Regions from separate parts of the Ovis aries genome. Here region 2 is linked to region 1. The links are chromatin contacts, called in public Hi-C maps. All regions are on one chromosome and are shown on one strand. Each heading gives the region's core, a stretch centred on a gene start, on an enhancer-like site or on the middle of the called end of the contact. The rest is flanking DNA. Distances are from core to core; before and after follow the strand shown. Region 1 holds the start of DNAJC1 (DnaJ heat shock protein family (Hsp40) member C1). Region 2 holds the start of PIP4K2A (phosphatidylinositol-5-phosphate 4-kinase type 2 alpha).

Region 1 (4,062 bases), core at 946-3,445:
GATTGAATGTTTGTGTCCTACCCGAATTCCTATGTTGATGTCCTAATTCCCTATGTGATGGTATTTGAGGTGCAATCTTTGGGAGGTAATTAGGCTTAGCTGAGGTCATGATGGTGGAGCCCACGTTGTGGGGTTCAGTTCAGTTCAGTCACTCAGTCATGTCCGACTCTTTGTGACCCCATGGACTGCAACACGTCAGACCTCCCTGACCATCACCAACTCCTGAAGCTTGCTCAAACTCATGTCCATTGAGTCAGTGATGCCATCCAACCATCTCATCCTCTGTCATCCCCTTTGCCTTCAGTCTTTCCCAGAATCAGTGTCTTTTCTGATGAGTCAGTTCTTTGCATCAGGTGGCCAAAGTATTGGAATTTCAGCTTCAGCATAAGTCCTTCTAATGAATATTCAGGACTGATTTCCTTTAGGATGGATTGGTTGGATCTCCTTGCAGTCCAAGGGACTCTCAAGAGTCTTCTCCAACACCACAGTCCAAAAGCATCAGTTCTTCAGCGCTCAGGTTTCTTTACAGTCCAACTCTCACACATGATTACTGGAAAAACCATAGCTTTGACTAGACAGACCTTTGTTGGCAAAGTAATGTTTCTGCTTTTTACTAGACTGTCTAGGTTGGTCATAGCTTTTCTTTCAAGGAGCAAGCGACTTTTAATTTCATGGCTGCAGTCATCATCTGCAGTGATTCTGGAGCCCAAGAAAATAAATCTCTCACTGTTTCCATTGTTTCCCCATCTATTTGTCATGAAGTGATGGGACTGCATGCCATGATCTTCGTTTTTTGAATGTTGAGGTTTAAGCCAACCTTTTCACTCTCTTCTTTCACTTTCATCAAGAGGCTCTCTAGTTCTTCGCTTTCTGCATAAGAGGAAACACTAGATCTCTGTCCCCCTCCCCCACACTGCCACCATGTGAAGGTATAAGAAAGAAGTCCTATGAAACCTGGAAGAGGGTTCTCACCAGAACTTGACCATGCTGACATCCAGTTTGTGGTATACTGAGCAGCCTTTGAAGAGGGTTTGAGCAGCCCTTGAGTACTAAGATACCCCTGTTCTTGTATCTTTGAAAGTTAAGCCTCACTATGAATTTAAAATAGGATTAATTCAAGCATTATATTGTATTATTTTTAAGCATTCATAACTATTTAAAAATATTTTTTAAACTCTACAGTAATAAAAGGATTTAAGTAAGATTTACCTCCTGGATACTGTTCTTCTAACCTCTGTCAAACACAACACTTTTTACTATGAAAGTTTTATTATTATCCTATTGAGCTTAATTCAACTGGTGGGATCCAAAATGAGAAAAAGGAGATAAAACTCTCAAAACTGCTAAAGCATCCTGAGTTATTCAAGGATTTATTTGTTCCCTTCTACTTCCTCAGCAAGAGTAGGGAGTCAGGGAGGAGAAATGTGAGAAAGCTAAGAAGAAAATAAGCTTCACACAAAAGAAAGCAATAGTGGTGAGGGGATAAAAAGAATAGGAAATGAGACATTGGTGGAAAAGAGAGAAGGTTTTTAGCTTAAATGTCTTTAATAATAGACAACTGGGAAAAGAGCACCAATTGTCAATGGGCTAACGTGGATAAGCTTCACTTACCCTTAAGATTTTGAATGTCTGTCATGCTTATTACTTTCTACCTGGTTGTCTATTTTGTAGTATTATGCCTGTAAATATTATTTCATTATTAGAAGTATACTTTTTGTCTTGGTTCAAATTTTATCTCTTCTTCACCTCTCTTAAAAGGAAACTTTAGACTGCTCACTAGATTTGCCCCTTTCAAGCCCTGGGTTCAATTCCTCCTGTATTTTTGGGGATGGAATAATGAAATGTATGAAACAGAGGCTGTAATCAAAAATTCAGTTTTCAAATATGCTTTTAGTTTTCAATATCTGGGGGAGGATAAGAAGGTAGCTGTTTCACGGATGCGTGGGACGTTCCAGATAGATGCGCGATGTCTGTAACCGTTCACGTCCCTTAATCTGTGCCAATAGTCGCGGAGAGAAGCGGTTTGCTGAGGCCCAGGTCTGGGGCTCCGGCTACCCTACTTCCGGCCCCGCCTCCTCTCCCGCGGTTGCTAGGAGACGTGATGTCACCGGAAGCGAGGCCTGGGATAGGCTGAGGCGAGGGGAAGCCTCTCCCCCTTTCGGCGAGCTACCTAAACGCCCGGCGCTGGCTCGCCAGCTGTTTGTAGGCCTGGGTAAAGGGTGAGGGTCCGCGGCGGGTAGGGCCGCCCGCGGCTCCGTCCGCGCTCTCACTGGACGAAGCGTCCGCCGTCTTCCGCCGCCCCTGCCTTCTGTCCAGGACCGGGCGCTGGGCGGGAGACTCCGGGGCGGCTGCCCGTGCTTCTGACTGACAAGCAGTGTTCCCACAGTCTGCTCTGCCCGCCACGTCCCCGGGTCTCGGCCGACGGCTCTGCGCGGCGGCTGACCTCTCAGAGCCCGGCGCGATGACAGCGCCCTGCTCCCGGCTGGCCCGGCTTCCTCCGCGCCGCCGGCCGGGACTCGTGCCGTTCCCGCCGCCGAGGCCGCCGCCGCCGCCGCCGCTGCTGCTGCTGCTGCTGCTGCTGCTGGCGGCCGCGGGGCCGGCGCACGGCTGGGAGAGCGGAGACCTGGAGTTATTTGACTTGGTGGAGGAGGTGCAGCTCAACTTCTACCAGTTCCTCGGGGTGCAGCAGGTAAGTGGGGCCGCCCGCTCGCTCGAAGGCTGCATCTCTCGGGCAGAAACTTGCAGGTCGGGGCGGAAAGGAGGGGGTGGGGCGGGCTCTGACCAGGTTTTCTCCGAGGGAGCCCGGCTCGCGGGGCAAGACTTGGTCGTCCTGGGCTCGGCTGCCGTCCTCTGTCCGATTGACCACGGTCTTCTAACCTGCCTCAGAGGGAACGGCCTGCCTTCCCCAGTCCCTCACCGCCCGGGTTCCCTTCTCAAGTTCCGGTCTCCGTGACAGGCTGGACGGTGCCACCAGCCTGGGGTGAGGATCCCTTCTCTTTCCTCTGCCATTCTGGGGGAGATCCTTGCACCCTCCTGTGTTGCAGGAAGGAGGAGTGGTGGGGGTAGATCTTTGACTCTTAAACCCCTTCTCTTCCTGCCTCTCTGATTGTGGAAAGGTAGTCGTGTCTCCCTGTAAATTTTCACCTTCCCACTTACCCTTATCCTTTTAAGAGCCTCCTTTCCTGTCTTTCCGGAAAGGTTGGAATGCCTTTTAGTTGGCGTCTGGGTTGCAGAAGTTTTTCTCGCACTGTACTTTGTAATGTGTGTAGCCTGTTGGATTAGGCATTCATAGCCCCGTTTAGAAATCTGCAGGAGCTTGAAGCCTCTACCGTGTTGTTCGGGAAGTCGGAGAAGGAGCCATCAAGTGCTGGGGCAGTAGAGACACTTGGGGTGCTCCAGGAAGAGGAGCTCAGCCAGTAGCACAGGATCGTTTTCTTTTTCATTTCGTTTCCTTTCCTTCTTCAGCTCGACTTGAACTTGTCCTTTTTTTTATTTTTTCCTGATTGCTTTCACTCTGGGAGTGCTGAATGACTGTTACTGAGAGGATGCCATTTCACTGGTTTAACGATTATGCGGTGAAAGAATTTGAGACCTTCTGATTGAGCCCTTCATAAAAATGCTTTGAATAGTAAGGGGGCAAAAAGGTTTTAATGTTTACCCACAACTGTTATTCAGGGCACACTTGCCGTGACCAGAGGTCAAATGTACATTTCGCCCCAACAGGTTATCATAAATGTGTGTGAACTGTTCAGCTTAACACCAAATGGAAATTTACTTTTCAATTAAATATAAATGAATATAAAAATGCTGTTGCTGCGGCACCATGACTTTAACGAGTTTCAATTTTGTAAGAGTTATGAAGTAATTTAAACATTGCACACTTAAAATTCTTACACGCAAACAATTTCGTGTTGTCTGTATTCATTATTTTAATCTGGGCCACTTACTGCTAGTTAGAGACAAAGTATACCTTATTTCAAAGTAAATAGTGATGCAATATGTGTAAGAATCATTAGTGAAATATAACTCTGAAGACTCTTAAGAACGCCTTTAATACTGAGG
Region 2 (4,062 bases), core at 596-3,095, 650 kb before region 1:
GAAGCAGATTACATTTTGGACAGTAGTATGAAACAAGAAAGAATAGAAGGACTTTAGAGCAACCTTTATGTTGAAGGAACAATCAAAGAAAAAAGGAGCAAATGAAGGTGACCATGTGACCTGTCACTTGCTACCCCATGAGGCTCATCAAGCTCCTTAAGGGATGGGATCTGTCATCCTTTCTTTCCCTGAAAGCAGGTTACGAGAGTGCATGGTGGAAACCGCTATGCTTGAGAGGAGTAATAATGACAGCAGACATAGAATGATTCTCCAAGTGGGCTGAGTAGGGCAAGTGCCTAGAACAGTATGATAACTGGGGAAGATGTAGGGATAGCAGGTTTTTAGACATGCTTGGAATGGCAGCTTCCTGAGGTAGTCACTAAGAAGGGTTAAATTTAGGTATATGTGGATGAAGACAATGAAAAGATTTCTTGGAAGGTGGTGGTGTTCAATCCCTCAGTTGTGTCCAACTCTTGGCGACCCCATGGACTACAGCAAGCCAGTCTTCCCTGTCCTTCACCATCTCCCTGAGCTTGCTCAAACTCATGTCCATTGAGTCAGTGATGCCATCTCATCCTCTGTGGCCCCCTTCTCCTCCTGCCTCCGTCTTTCCCAGCATCAGGGTCTTTACTAATAGGTTGGCTCTTCGCATCAGGTGGCCAAAGTGTTGGAACTTCAGCATCAGTCCTTCTAATGAATATTCAGGATTGATTTCCTTTAGGATTGACTGATTTGATCTCCTTATAGTCCAAGGGACTCTCAAGGGTCTTCTCCAATACCACAGTTCAAAAGCATCAATTCTTCCACACAAAGCCTTCTTTATGGTCCAACTCTACATCCATACATGACTACTAGAAAAACCATAGCTTTGGCTAGACAGACCTTTTTCAGAAAAGTAATGTCTCTGCTTTTTAACATGCTGTATAGGTTGGTCCTAGCCTTTCTTCCAAGGAGCAAGTGTCTTTTAATTTCATGGCTGCAGTCACCAACTGCAGTGATTTTGGAGCCCAAGAAAGTCAAGTCCGTCACTGTTTCCATTGTTTCCCCACCGATTTGCCATGAAGTGGTGGGGCCGGATGCCATGATCTTAGTTTTTTGAATGAGTGGAATGGATAAAAGGAAGGGGTACAGGAAACACTGCAAAGGATTTGAGCTAGAAGGTGAAATTCAGGGTGTGATTCTCCTGGTCAAACCCAAGGCTCTGGATGAGGAATGCTGGGTCCTGTCTAAGGGAGGGTGTTGGCGGTGGTGGTAATGACAGCGCAGCAGCTTCGACGGGAGTCTCACTTCTGCAGGCTTGTGGGAAGGCTCAAGTTCGGGGTCCAAAAGGCCGGATGGGTAGAGGCACAGAAGGATTAATAAGGTCACTGCAGGACCACTTCGGGAGGCGGCCAACGCTGTGCTCTTTCCCTCGGTGCTAGGGAAGCCCTGGTCTCCACAGCGTCCCAAGGTCTCACTAGCTCTCCCCATTCCTGGCACGGGTAAGCGGCGCTGCGCGGAGCCTCCTTTCTTCGCCTGACCGCCGCCTCTGGGGGGCCCCTGTCCTCTGACCTCCCCACCCTTCGCTCTTTTCTCCAGGACGCCGCGCGGGAGTTCTCACCCTCCCCGCGTCGCACGCCCACCCGGCGGCCTCCTCGGCCCGCGGGGAGCTACCTCCCGGAGCTCGCCTGCGCCCCCGGGGCTGCTGGGCCGCGGCTGCCGAGACGGAGCGCGAGGGCGCAGCTTAACGGTCCCGCGGCCGCGCCCCGCCTGGCGGCGCCGCAGCTGCTGCCCGCGCGCCCTCCCGCCCCCTGCGTCATGACGCCGGCGCCCAACGCGGAAGCCGCTCGCGGCGCGCCTGGTCCAGCCGCGGGCTGAGCGCGGAGCCGCGGGCGGGCGGGCGCGGGAGCCGAGCCGGGGCGCGAGCCGAGCGCAGCCTTCTTCGCCAGCCCGGCCAAGCGGGCACCGCGGGCTGCGCGGGACGAGCGCACCGGCGGGCGTACGGGGACACGGCGCGCCGGGGCCGCCGCCGAGGGGGATGCGGCTGCCTCCCCGGGCCGGCGTGTAGAGAGGGCGGGTCCCCGGCCTCGGGAGCGCGGCGGTGGAGGGGACAGAGGCGGCGGCCATGGCGACCCCCAACCTGGGGTCCTCCGTCCTGGCGAGCAAGACCAAGACCAAGAAGAAGCACTTCGTCGCGCAGAAAGTGAAGCTCTTTCGGGCCAGCGATCCGCTGCTCAGCGTCCTGATGTGGGGGGTAAACCACTCGGTAAGGACTCGGGCTGCGGCGCGCAGTCCCTTTCCTCCTCCTCTTCCTCCTCGCTCCCCTCCTCCTCTCGCTGCAGCTGCTGCGGGGCGGGGAGCCCGAGCCCGGCCCCGGCCCTCCGGCTGCTAGCCCTCCGGGGCTGCCCGTTCGCCGCGGCGCTCGGGTGCCCCCAGCCCCGCGCGCTTCGCGTCCGCCCCTCGGGGCCGCCCGGGCGCGCCTCCGGGATCCCCTTGGGACCGTAGGGCCGGATGCGGGACGGGAGGGTCCAATTTGCATTTGAACCCTGCGGCGAGTACCGGTATCAGCCCCAGGCCGTCCGTCCGCTCTCCGGCCGATCTGTCCCCGCAGCCCGGTAACTGGGAAGTTTGTGCGGGGCACGACTCCGCCGGGGCTGTCACCCCTGCTGGCGGGGGCTGTTGGGGCCAGAGTGCCGGCGATCCCTTCCTCTGCGGGGGCGGCCCGGTCCTCCTCCGTCGGGCAGGTGTACCTGTCCGAGGTTGGGAGTGTCTGGAGCCTTCCCGCACGAGGGACAGGGGCGAGAATACTGGAGATCGCGGAGCTTTGGGCAGAGGCTTAGTGCTTAGATCCTTCCCCGCCCCTCCTCCCCTTTAAAGGCTATATTCTTGGACACAAGGAATCTTTCTGGCAAAGAAAAAGGCAATATAAATATGGCACTGGCGTTTAGCATCTTTCCCTACTCCCCTCCCGTCTCGCCCTGCCGCTGAGCCTGCTGAAGAGCTGCTTGGCGGGGCGTCTTGCTCCGCACATCTCCTCCCCCACTTTGGGGAGCCAGGCCGAAGTCGCCGCCTGCGGAAGGGCGGCCTGGGGATGACCGCAGGAGGGAGGGTCTCGGCGGGTGCGGTGGAAGGCGATGCTGAGTTGACTGCACCCGTTTGGGGGATTTATTTCAAAAGCTGGAGGAGACGGCCTGCGAAGGTTGGCTTGGAAAGGTTAGCCTAATACACAAGCCAAGGTGCTGAAGATGCGCGGCTGCGGGCTATGCGGACTGCGGTCTGAGGGTCCGAAATAGCCTCCGGCTGATCTTAACAGCGAGAAACTCTTGCAGTTTTAATCACCTTAGGATCAGGAAACCCGATAGGAGCTGTTGGCTGAGCCGTGAAAGTTTCAATGAGCCTGTGAATTTTGCCCATGACCTACCCACTGCAGTCAATCGGCGTCTGGGGATAAGTGTATATAAGCTTGTCTTCCGTACTTTAGATTTCGATGGATGTCTATGGGCCCTTTACAGCATAATAGAAATGACGGAAAACCATGCTGGTCTTTTAAAAGAACATTCTCAATGTAATGAACTTAGTTGAAATGGTTCAAAAACATCGTATCTGTGTTTTTCTTTCCCTAGCTGAGCTGGGGGAAAGGTGAAACTGTGTTAGAATTGATTGTGTTTGTAAGATGTGACTGTTTTTAAGAAGGTTGAAACATGATTATTTCTATCAAGCCTAATGCCTGATCCACTGAAGTTTAACTTCCTGACAACTTCTTTAGCAGGCTTTTGCAACAGCAGACACTACTACATCATCCTCCACCCCCGCCCCATTTTATTACAGTAAATAAAATGTTATTTTTTCTTATGTAATATGTGTACAGTTCAGAGTTATGTTTTAAATTTGTTAAGCTTCTTAAAATTATGTTGTCGTTAGTTGCTTTTTTTTTTAAATTAATGTTAGTTCTGTATGTATGGATGCTTTTATCTCCTTTGAAGTGCTGGTGTTTTGGTCAGGAGAGTGTTTGTGTCTGATGGTTTAACTTACTAAACTAGTAGTGATAACATGCCCCTGAAAGAGCCTGCTCTCTGGGAATTT

What was found. Hi-C and Micro-C count contacts between places; a contact is called where the count stands out from the background.
Region 2: a Hi-C map of hypothalamus shows a contact between it and region 1, with 7 times the contacts expected there. The contact joins the promoter of PIP4K2A here to the promoter of DNAJC1 in region 1. A contact is called at or near these places in 2 of 16 Hi-C or Micro-C datasets (hypothalamus and skin fibroblasts).

The regions. Positions count from the first base shown.
Region 1 is chr13:22,562,011-22,566,072 of ARS-UI_Ramb_v3.0, reverse strand. DNAJC1 (DnaJ heat shock protein family (Hsp40) member C1) reads left to right here and starts at 2,195. Exons shown (of 12, transcript XM_004014216.6): 1 at 2,195-2,689. The coding sequence starts at 2,462.
Region 2 is chr13:23,210,148-23,214,209 of ARS-UI_Ramb_v3.0, reverse strand. It overlaps PIP4K2A (phosphatidylinositol-5-phosphate 4-kinase type 2 alpha), which reads left to right and starts at 1,845. Exons shown (of 9, transcript XM_060397330.1): 1 at 1,845-2,245. The coding sequence starts at 2,105.